2 separate regions of the Oryzias latipes genome follow, and region 2 is linked to region 1. Evidence: chromatin contacts called from public Hi-C data. All regions are on one chromosome and are shown on one strand. Each heading gives the region's core, a stretch centred on a gene start, on an enhancer-like site or on the middle of the called end of the contact. The rest is flanking DNA. Distances are from core to core; before and after follow the strand shown. Region 1 holds the start of LOC101172034 (beta-galactosidase). Region 2 overlaps LOC101172290 (unconventional myosin-X).

Evidence for each region. A called contact is a pair of places that touch in the nucleus more often than the background predicts.
Region 2: a Hi-C map of embryo shows a contact between it and region 1, with 1.6 times the contacts expected there. The contact joins the enhancer-like site here to the promoter of LOC101172034 in region 1. A contact is called at or near these places in 2 of 5 Hi-C or Micro-C datasets (embryo and fibroblasts).

Annotation. Positions count from the first base shown.
Region 1 is chr21:20,167,654-20,173,282 of ASM223467v1, forward strand. It overlaps LOC101172034 (beta-galactosidase), which reads right to left and starts at 3,052. Exons shown (of 16, transcript XM_004081882.4): 1 at 2,873-3,052; 2 at 2,555-2,724; 3 at 2,323-2,473; 4 at 1,127-1,187; 5 at 960-1,054; 6 at 694-874; 7 at 555-613; 8 at 344-465. The coding sequence starts at 2,926.
Region 2 is chr21:20,207,983-20,213,611 of ASM223467v1, forward strand. It overlaps LOC101172290 (unconventional myosin-X), which reads left to right. Exons shown (of 41, transcript XM_023950642.1): 6 at 193-317; 7 at 418-431; 8 at 530-614; 9 at 800-906; 10 at 1,102-1,231; 11 at 2,110-2,228; 12 at 5,605-5,629. Among protein-coding and RNA genes, the nearest start is that of LOC101171955, 29 kb to the right of the region's middle. Within about 2 kb of position 2,484, at least 2 of the 8 cell types and tissues checked have an H3K27ac peak or open chromatin away from gene starts, as enhancers often do. A contact at or near this core is called in embryo, where this site is marked.

The sequences.
Region 1 (5,629 bases), core at 1,802-4,301:
GCACAGCTTTTGGTACCTAAAAGAAACCAGATGCTTTCAAAACAGTAGTGAGTTTTACTTTCACTAAAATACATTTCAAAATGAGCTAAAACATGCAAATCATGTTTTTCCATATTATCAATTTTTAAATGCATGTAAAAAGGCTTTCCTGTTAAAGTAGACTTTGGATTACTCCTAATTATTTAATTTTCATGCTCATGTAACTGAATTCAAGATAATTTTGCCACCAATTTGGCTACATTCATAAACAGCAGGTCATTTTAAAGCAGGTAATTCTCTTTTTTTTCCCTCTGAAATATTTACCAAATCTGCACAAAGAGAAAATTCTTTTATGGAGACATACATGTTGACGTTGGCCCCCATGGTTAGCATTTCTCCAAGAACCCTGCTGACCTTCCGAGCATCAACCATGGCATGCTGATCTCCCCAGTGATCCAACCAGCCCGTGTAAAACTCTGAGTTAATCTGCAGAAAAGATGAAAATGTGTTCCAATAATGTACATAAAAGGGAAAAACCTTGGGTTTCAAGTCAAAAAGGTTCCAGAAAAACAAACCAAAGGTCCGTGAGGCTCAAACTGTCGCTGCCGTTTGAAGGCTTCTGCCACACTCGTGTCTAAGAAGAAACAAATAAACAGTATTATAGTAGTAAATAAACCATTTGTTTTTTGCTCAGCAGTGTCTCACAACACAAACCTGTGCCAAAATCGATGGTGGCATATAGTCCCTCCAGAGTCCCACAAATCATTTCCTTGTCTGTGTTTCCATCAGTGGTGAACAGCACTACATCCTCACCCAGGAAGGAGCGGAACAAAGTCCGCAGGTGACGCATGTAGTTGTAGTCACAAGCATAGTAACTTCCATATTCGTTCTCAACCTGCAGTCCAGATGGTTTGTTAAAACAAAATATAGTAATGTTTAGTAGTGTCTGATTGATATTAGACGGTGACTCGGCTCTCCACCTGGACTGTAATGATGTTACCCCCATTGATATAAAGCCAAGGTCTCATTTTTGGAAGGAGTACAGCAAGCCAGGTGCTCACTGCCTGCATGTAATCTAGTTCAGAGGAAAACAAATGAATAGTAGGGATAAAAAAATCAATTGATTTCCACACAGATTCATTTGTACCTGTGTCTGCTGTTCGAAGTCTGATGCTTGGTTTCTGAAGTAACCATGCCGGTAATCCACCCTACAGCAAGAAATATCACCAAAATAATTCAAACTAAGAATATGTGCTACAGGTGAAGACTTTTACACAAATTGCCATGCATCTTGAGCAAATCTTTGCATTGAATACAGTGTTAATATACTTCAGAGGTAGATTGATAAAAGGGCCAGATGTGGAAAACTGATCAAAATTATGAAGACTTTGACAGGGAATCACATCCTAAAGCAGCACCCATTCACAATCACAGATGCAAACTTCAGATTTCTGCAGACCAAAGTTGTCAGGAGCAACACAAACTAGTGTGAAACTTCAGACAAAGACGCGCTTTCTTTTTCTTGGTACACAATCCTTTTTGAGGAACACTGAGTAACAGAAATACAGTTTTATTGATTCTACAGTTTTGATTAGAATAATCCGTTTGAGACTAAATGAGCTTTGAAAACAGCTGACAAGTTCACTTCCAGTTTTTTGAGTATTTTTGTTAAAGTTGTATTGCTTGGAGGATGAAAAACATTATTTAAAGTGACATGCTGACAGCTCTAAAACTCCAAGCTTTCAAAGTTTGGTAATTTGCAGCGGTATTTTAGTAAAAAAAATTAAAATAGATCAAGAAAACTGGTTTCAAACATACACAAAATACTGCAAAATCTAAGCAAAAGTACAAAACATAAAAAAACTGAAGTAAACTGCTTGTAAACTGCTTATAGAGGCTTTTAACGTAATAAAGCCACTTGAACAAGATCCTGCTGATGTACATTTTCTGTTGCACGCTGTTTGGTTAGTGAATGTAACTTAATTTGGTTAAGAGACTCAGAAGGTTTACTGCTAACTCTAAAAGAACACAAAGGCACAGGAACAGATCGAGGACAAAAAAAATGTAGGAGCATCTCAAATTCACCAATGAATGCACTTAGTCTGAAAATGTATTTCTGTCAGTGAGATTTTGAAAAACTCATTTTTAACTTTAAATATATTTTTAATAAAAAGTTTCCCATGAAAAGCCAAGTTGCAATCAATGTTGCGTTAAGTGATCAACCATAAAGCATTTAGAAACGTGTTGATGGTCAACTTATTTTACTAAAGATCACCACATGAAACAGCACACAGTAAAAAAAAAAAAAATTATGCAATTTACAAATGAAGTCAGGTTTTTTACCATCTCCCACTCAGCACAGATGTACGGCCCAGGCCGCATTATAACCAAAAGGCCTGTCTGGTTTGCCAAATGTAAAAAATACTCCAGATCCTGGTCTCCTGTAAAGTTCTGGACCCCCTGAACCGCTTCATGGAAGTTCCAGGGGACATATCTGTGTGTGTGTAAAGCCAGAGCCGATGTGATTAGAAACCCCCATAAACAAGGATTTAGTCTACATTAGTGTCCAGCTTACACTTGAACAGCATTGAGCCCAGACATGTACATCTTCATAAGGCGGTCTTTCCAGTAGTACTGTGGAATTCTGGAGTAGTGGATACTACCTGATATGTACTGAAAGGGCTTCCCGTCTTTCAGGAAACAGTTATTCTTATAGTCAATGGAAAAAGTGTTTTTTGCAGAGACCTGCAAAAAAAGAGGGGAAATTAAAGTGAAACTTTCAGAGCAAATTCTTATAACTATATTGTGAAACATGTATTTTTAAGTAAAACTATTATCTTAAACAAAGTAAAAAAAACAAAACATGATGATCATCATAAAAATACTTTCTTACCATATTTCCACAAGCGAGGTTCACTGCAATGAGAAGTAAAAGAGCAGCAGTCATATCTGCTACCCCGATTACTGACAGAAAAGTAACGTCATTCAATTTATCAGTCTGTCAACGTGAGTCTTTATGTTTTTACTCCTGCTTGATAATTTACGGAGAAAGCAAAACTACTGAAGCGCACGTCATGTGACTAGAATCAGTCAGCTTGGTCCTAAAGCCCGTTCCATCAACTCCCGTTTTTTGGAGCAGTCTCCCCAAGCCAGGAGTCGGCTGCACTGCACCCAAGGGCTCTGGAGCCTCAAGTGGCTCTACGGCTTTGAAGAAAAATTAAACCAATTTGGATAAATTGTGGGCTTGTAGTTTTGGTTAATGTGTTTTAGTTTATTAAAACACATTTTAATAATGTTTTATTGAAAACATCCGATAACAAAATGATGGTTGTTGTGGAAATTCTGTTTTACTTTTTATTTGGACGGCTTGTTTCCCCACCTTTAAGGTGACCCTTTGTGTATGAAAATGATTTCTAACGTACTCAATAGACATCTACATGTTTTGTAACTTAATTTGGCTAAAAAAAACTCGAAAGATTTATACATCTACAAGTGCACCTATCTACATCTGTACACATAAATATACTGTGATAAACAGGAAAGGTTTTAACAATTTTTCACTCCTTTTTATATGTTTTTTTTTTCTTAATCGTGTCCAATTTTTCCTTTTAAAGTACATGTCCTAAATAAAATATCATCAGGATATCATCATCAATTTTTGTGGTGGTTTTAGTATTTGAATAAGGTGTAATATGATATAATAATAATAAGGCTAATTTCTGCTGTACAACAGTGTCCAGTTGCTGTTCAGAGGCAAAATTCTTTAGCATTTAATTCCATTTACTTAGAAAAAAAAATTGGATTATACATCAATATTGTCATGTTTTTATTTTGAAAGAAACATGTATGTTATTATCGAAAGGAAAAGAAATTCAAATAGTTGTACATGGAAAAATATTAAATCAGTTTAAAAAAAAATCTGCAAATATTTAAAAGCTACATTTTATAAATAATTGGATCAATGGCCACAAACGGATAAATATGTTGGTTTTTTTTTACTGTTGACGGGGGGCATTACAGTTCTCACTGGGTTTGGTCAGTTTGAAACTGGACCAGATTGCTCTTTTATTTTAAAAGGTTGCTGACCCCTGGACCAGACTCTCATGCTCTAACTGAGTTCTGATCTTTTTTTTCCAGTTTCAATGAAAATACTGCATGGATATACGTTCAGGGCCATTCCACATTTAGAAAACATGAAATAAATATATTTTCAGCATACGCTAAAAAATTAGGCTTTTTACTCCATCATAATTAATGTATTGCTGACTGGTAAGCTTTTCATCTTGGCACGCTGTCTGTCATTTGTAGAGATGTACAGATGGGAGAGGAGGCAGCCACCACATCCCACTGTAATGCTGTGTATAAGGTTAGAATGTGAGGTGGGAACAATTCCCATTGAGCTTAGCATAGGAAGATAACAAAGCTACCAGTTCAGGAACAAGGTGCTTTATTCTGCTTTTGCACTGTGCCTCTGCTAGTCTGTCTAAGCATCTTTTCATGAACACTAGATGGCGCCTTCACGTCCTCTTAACTCTGACTAAAGTCTTTTTGGGGGCTTCAAAATAACAGTTGGAAAAAAGTTAGCAATTTTAACATCAAATTCCTATTATACAGTTTTTTAATATTTCTTCAACTTTTAAACTTTTCTGTTTTGGACCAAAATAACTAATTTATCCTATTAAACTGGGGTTATGACAGTCCAATTCTGCAGTTTTGAAGTTCATTTCTAACTAAAGTCAAAGTTTTAGCAATTGTTCAAGTCTTTTAATTTACAGGTTCATATTTATGCTTCCAGAATTGCTGTCGATGTTTGCACTGAACAAGAAATCATGCGTAGGGTTAATTGGCAGATGCTGAAAACAGTAACCATTGTTTGACACAGAAACGCAAGGCAACAAACACTAGAAATCTGCTAAAAATAATTTAAACTTCACTACATTACTTTATTCATGGAATTAAATGCTGGAACTCTTTGGTTTTTACCCTTTCTGTCAGTTTCATCCTGTGAGCAGAAAATAGTCAACTCATTTCCTTCCTCTTCACTCAGTAGTCTATCTTTGAACAATTTAATGTGTGGACTCACAATGTGATCACAAGTGCAGATAGAACAAACTCGAATCATTAGGCTGCTGTCAACTGCAGTTAATTGTTCTGGGAATGAGAAGAGCAAACGCACACGCTGGCTTGTAATTTGGTTATGAGCATTATGGTGCCTGAGGAGAGCTTGTCAATGTCCCATCTTTGAACCTCCCGAGCCTTATGGGAAATGGATCTTTAAGCCACAAAAAGTTCTCAAGTTTAATGCACTGAGGGCAGCACCACTTACTGAAGCTCTGCAGCCAGAGTGGAAGTTGAAAACGAGCTATGTAATGGCACAAAGATGAGAGGGCCAGCACATTTGTCTTTACAGACATCATCTGAAGAGATTACATTACATACACTAAAGAGCACACTGCTTAAAAAAAGCTTTGGACTCTATTAATGTAGTCCATATTTTAACTGCTACATACTTTTCAACTGCAAATCAGCCCCGCTTATGAATAACTGGTCATTTTTCTAATGCCTAGAAACAGGGAGACACTCAGCACAAGGCTGGGCGTCACCTTCAGTGAAGTCATCTCCCCAGGGTCTGTAATTAGATCGAAGCCTC
Region 2 (5,629 bases), core at 1,234-3,733, 40 kb after region 1:
TTTTTTCTGCTATTTCTCATATTCATATTTGTTTTTAATTAATTAATGAAAATCCACATGAATGTAAATAGAATTGAATCAAGATGTCAAACCATACGAGTATTGTGGTTGTAATAAGAGGTGAACTTACAAGACATATTGGAGACATATGGAAGGAGTGTGCGGTCATCATGATTATCTTCTTGTCTGCAGCCCCATCATGGAAGCATTTGGGAACGCGAAGACGGTTTACAACAACAACTCCAGTCGCTTTGGGAAGTTCATACAGCTCCACTTCTCTCAGAGTGGACACATTCAGGGGGGCTGCATTATTGACTGTATCCTTCACAAAGAAACTCACATAAACACACTTTACAAAAGACTCGTAACCATAGATCACTTTGACTTTTCTTTTTTTCCTTGATTTCAAATGTTCAGACTTGCTGGAAAAGGTAACCCTGGTATTTATTAAAGGCTTAAATGAAGTTATAAGGATTGTCCATTCAGCCGTTTTATTTTTACTTTTTTTTAATCATTCTTTGTTTTCAAGAACCGTGTGGTCCGACAGAATCCTGGAGAAAGAAACTACCACATCTTCTACGCTCTGCTGGCAGGGGCAGACAGAGACCACAGAGGTGTGTTCATTGTCAGATGTGCTCAGCAAGGATCTTAACTTCTTAAGTTTAATAGTTAATGATTGCAGCTGAAGCCAAAAAATATACTTTTTCTTGAAGATGTTAAGATGATTTTTTCCCCTTTTATAGTGTATGTTTATAATGATTTTTTTTGTCTACATTGACCTTTCTTATTCATGCTGTAGACATGTACCTCTTGTCTGAAGATCCTGAGTTGTATTACTACTTGAGCCAGTCAGGATGCCTGCATGACAGCAGTCTTGATGACAAACAGCTCTTCAACAGTGTCATGGTAGGGAGACTTCAACTGTTTAACCACTAGGGGGGGCTAACTGCCCTTATTATAATCAAAAACCATCAGGAACATGGCACTTTGTGGAACACAGGTTTCATGCGAATCTTTTTAAGTGTAGCCATAATTAACAGCTATTTTGTGCTGAGGAAAACCAAAGTTGACCTTGTCCTGATGGGAACCTTTGGTTTTCAGGAAGCCCTGAAAGTGATGGAATTCACTGAGGAGGAGATCAGAGATGTGTTCAAGTTGTTGTCAGCAGTCCTCCAGATGGGCAACATTGAATTCATGACTGCTGGAGGAGCTCAGATCACTTCAAAAGGAGGTAGACTGAAAGCGGAGCCAGAAACGCAGACCCGATCTGCACCATTTAGTGTTCGACCCATTAAAGCCTTAAAAGCCTTTTTTTGATTATTTTGGTACACGTATGCTTTATCTTTCTAATTCCTAAAATCATTCTTGGAACATTTCTTAGTAACAGATGCATCTTTGATGAGATTTCACCATTTTAGCTTCATGTCTGAACTTAAAAATTCTCTGCTTTGTTTTGGTTTAGTTTTTTTATGAAGTGAAATTTAAATATTTGCATGTTTTAATGTCAAACTTGTTTAAAAAGTTGTTTTTGTGACGGGGATTAACCTGGTAATGATTAATTCAAACAAGTGCATTTAATGAACCGCACCTGGTTGTGAGGTGCTTCTATATATTTTTTTAACAAAAAATGGCTGTACCGTTTATCTTTTCTCACAGATATAAATAATGTGTTTTATTTTTAATCCAGGGTAATACAGCATTTTTTTCACGCATGATTACATGGAGATTTAAACAAAAATGTTAAAAGCAGACCGGGAAGCTTAAACAACCCCTTTCAATCAACTGTAGAAATGTCAGACTTCTCACCCATGTTCCATGTAATAGCCCTGAGTTTGATAGGCATTGCACAAGCAGACAGAGTCCTGAACAGGCTGTAACATGAGCTTAAAGCTCCTTTGTTCGCTGTGTCTGACCTCTTTTCCAAAGAACTTGTAAAGTACAGTGCCTGCAGAGCACCTCGGCCCACCCAACAGAGCCGTATATCCTCTGGTTTGTAGAGGATCAGAGTCCGTGGGTCACATCTCTTTTCTGACACCAGCAGATGCTATCTGAGTTCTCGTTAGCATTTTTATAAAAGTACTACAGCATATTTGTGTGTATGTCTTTCAGTGGTCAGTAACGTCAGCGAGCTGCTGGGTCTGGACTCATTCCAGCTGTCGGAGGTTTTGACCCAGCGCTCCATGATCCTTAGAGGAGAAGAGATCTGCTCCCCCCTCACTGTGGAGCAGGTAAAGACACATCCAGCCACGCTTTCTCATATTTTGCAAGTTGCAAGAATCATGTGACTAAAACAGTCCTGTGGGATTTCCTCGATATTCAGATTTTTATTCTCTGGTTTGATTTATAGGAAATCTGCATATTTGCCATTGGCTATCCTTTCTCTCTTCTGCCTTCTTTTGTTGGGGTAGCACACACGCCCTTGTGAAAACACACATACACAGCTTCTTTGCCACCCTCCACCACATGCCTCCCCGGATCCCTTGCGTGACTCCCGGCCATTTCCTGCTTTTTGTCTGCCAGATTCCAGGCACAATAAAGCCATCGTGATAGTGATCTAAGTCAAAGGCACAATGGATGCAATGACTGCGGGTGAAGTAAGACTCTTCTCTAGAAATACGACAGCCAGGAACCAGGACAACAACATAATAAGCCACTGGTGCCTCTCTTAGCTTCAAATGCCCTTACAGTCTTCTGTAATAAATGTGAGTCTTCAGCAAGTCTTCATCTGCATGTCTTGTCCTTTTCTTCTTGTGCTGCAGGATCATTTTGACTCAGGACATTGTCTTTCTTGGTTTAGCTCAGCCCCCTCAGCCCACTCATGCTCATAAAAGTCAGATAGTATGCACCACGGACCTTTACTATTATCACAGTGACACGACAACCACAAGAAAGCTTTTCATCCCCGTACAAAGAACTTGTGCTGTCACCCTGCCACTGCTCACTGTGCCTGGCCTTTGAGACAGCTTGTCTCTTAAGGGAGTCCATTATTCCAGCCTCAGAGTCTGCAAGAAGGACTTCTTCTCACAACGGCCAGGGGTCACTCCCCCTCACCATTGCCTGCAGCAACCCCCCCCCCCCCCCCCCCCGTCCCATCCTGGACAAACAACCAGTCTTCTCACCCCTGTGACGAAGATCCTGGAGCCACCAGTACTCAGTTCACACCCGCTGGTAGCATGAATCATAATGGGTTACTAAGAAGCCCCAGAACATTAAGCAGCCTGTCTTGCAACATATTTATGGTTATTTTTCAATCAAAACACAGCACATGTGAAGGAACTTCAGCTCATGTTTATTTTTATGTTTTTCCTCAGATGATGCTTAAATGAAATTCAACAAAATACTGTATTCAACTTTCAACCACAGATATTTCCTAATGTCTGTAATTAAACCAATGTAGACATTTTGTAGTGGATTTTGATCTTTAAAGGACCAGTTTTAGTTTTGTCTACTGACAAAGACTTTTGCTTTTTCTGCATTGTTTGGTTTTAACCATTGATCGTATATGAGAACTGGACTGACCCTTGCATTCCAAAGAGGATCCACATTGGTTTCCAAGAAGGCAAAATCCCATAGACTTCTGTTGAGAAGTAAACAGCTGTTACTCAATCATTGTATTGTCAGACAAACATGTTCTTGCTAATCCTAATTTTTATTGTGATATTTTTTCTCTCCAAGTTATTTAAGTCATAAACTGGCCAATAAGATGCCTCAATCAAAGTAGGTGGTCTTATGTTGAACGTTTGAAACGTTTGATTGACATATTCTACTGAGCTTGCTTTGAAAAGGTTTAGGGTTGTTGTCTTTCAACAGGCTCACTTCTGATTGGTGAGAGTGGTTGCAATAGAAATATTGACTCAGACCAACACGGACCAATCACTGCTTACTCTCCGGCTCCAACTTGGCAACATCTGGCGGCGTCATGAAAAAATTGTGACTAAATTGACTTCATTTTTTTGAAGCCAGAAGTACACCATTTTCAGTGGGCCATGTCACTCTCACTCAGTCCAGTTCTAACATACAGTCAATGGTTTTAGGTTTTAGAGATTTTTAAGTTCCAACAAAAGCCATGCAGCAAACACAAAGCTTTCCTATAGAGTTTGGGTCAAACCATAAAAAGAAAAAGTTCAATCAGTTTGGGGGACAGAGAGAGTTTACATATGAAACAACTACGTAGTCCACATTCATTAGTGTCTCCTTTAAATCCTGTTCCTTCATATTTTTGTTATTTACATAAACCAAAAAAGTTAAATTTACAATGTTTTTCTTATTTTGTATTATATTTGCAAAGTTCTTAATTTTTAATGTATATGGCTGACCTCCTCCACTTGACTTGGTTCCAAGTCTAGTTCCAAAGTTTTTAACGCTGCAACTAAAAACACCTTTGAGGTTAGATTTAGTGTGGGTTTAATCTTACGTAATTTCCTTTTTGTGATCATATCAATTACTTTTGTCCTGGAGGAAGAAAAATTCCCCCTTATGTGAACTATAGTGTTTAGTGTGTTATGTATTAGCCACAAAAAGATTCCATATTCATATTTTTTAATGAATAAATGTGAACTACTAACCACAAATTAGTAGGGGAATGTGATTAGTCACTAAAGTACCCTGAGGTAAAGCCAACTCAAATGAAACCTTGATAGTTTTCTAGGCTTTGGTGTGTTGGTCCTTTTTTTAAAGTTATTTTCACTTAACAAAAAAGTAATCAACTTAAAATCTAAATTTTCATGTTATAATGTCAAGCTGCTAATTAAAATAGACTTGTATCAGTAAAATCTTCCCAATGTGCTGCAGGCAGCAGTTTAGCTCAGGGCGGTAGAGCAGGTCAGCCAACAACTGAAGGGTTGGCGGCTCAATCACTGCTCTCCCCAGCCAGCTGTTACCCCCAGAGTCTGCATCTCACCGCTCCCCCCAGGGGATGGGTTTAAATGTAGAGAAGAATTTCCCCATTGTGGGATAAATAAAGTATCAATTAATTATTAGTATTATTATACAAAGTCAAATCTAAGTCAAAGTCTAGTTTGTTGGTAAAATTCTTCTTTTAAAATCTGCAGCTGTTTCTCTTATAATATTTACCTTCTAAGCTCCTGGAATTGAGCTTTTTTCAGTTACAGAGGCCGTAATATACCTTTCCAGTTATTGTCATCATTGTTTCCTTCTGCCTTTGTGTTCGCCTGTGGGGCAAAGTGACTGAAAAGGTCTCACTTCCTGGAAATCTGAAAATATAAAAAATATGTAGGACAATAAAAATCACACAACTTTGACTTTTTTTGCATGTTTACTTTTTTCTCTTTTTAGCTATAAATCCATCCTGCAGTGTGTCACTCCTGAGATATTTAAGTGATAAACAATTCTGTCTGTTGTGACAACAGACAGTCGACAGACGCTGACATAACACCCCACTCTCTGCAAGCCAGTATTTATTTTATGAACACACCTTTACGGTCTCACACTCAAACAAATCTGTGCTTTTAACGCATTTCTTCCCCACCTGCTCTCTGGGTTAATGTGTGTCCTGCTCAGGATGCAGTCTTTCAAGGTCCCCATTAATTATGCATTGCATGGCCTCTATGGTAACCCTTTGTCCCTGCGTGTCATCATCTGCAGGCGGTGGACTCGCGCGACTCTGTTG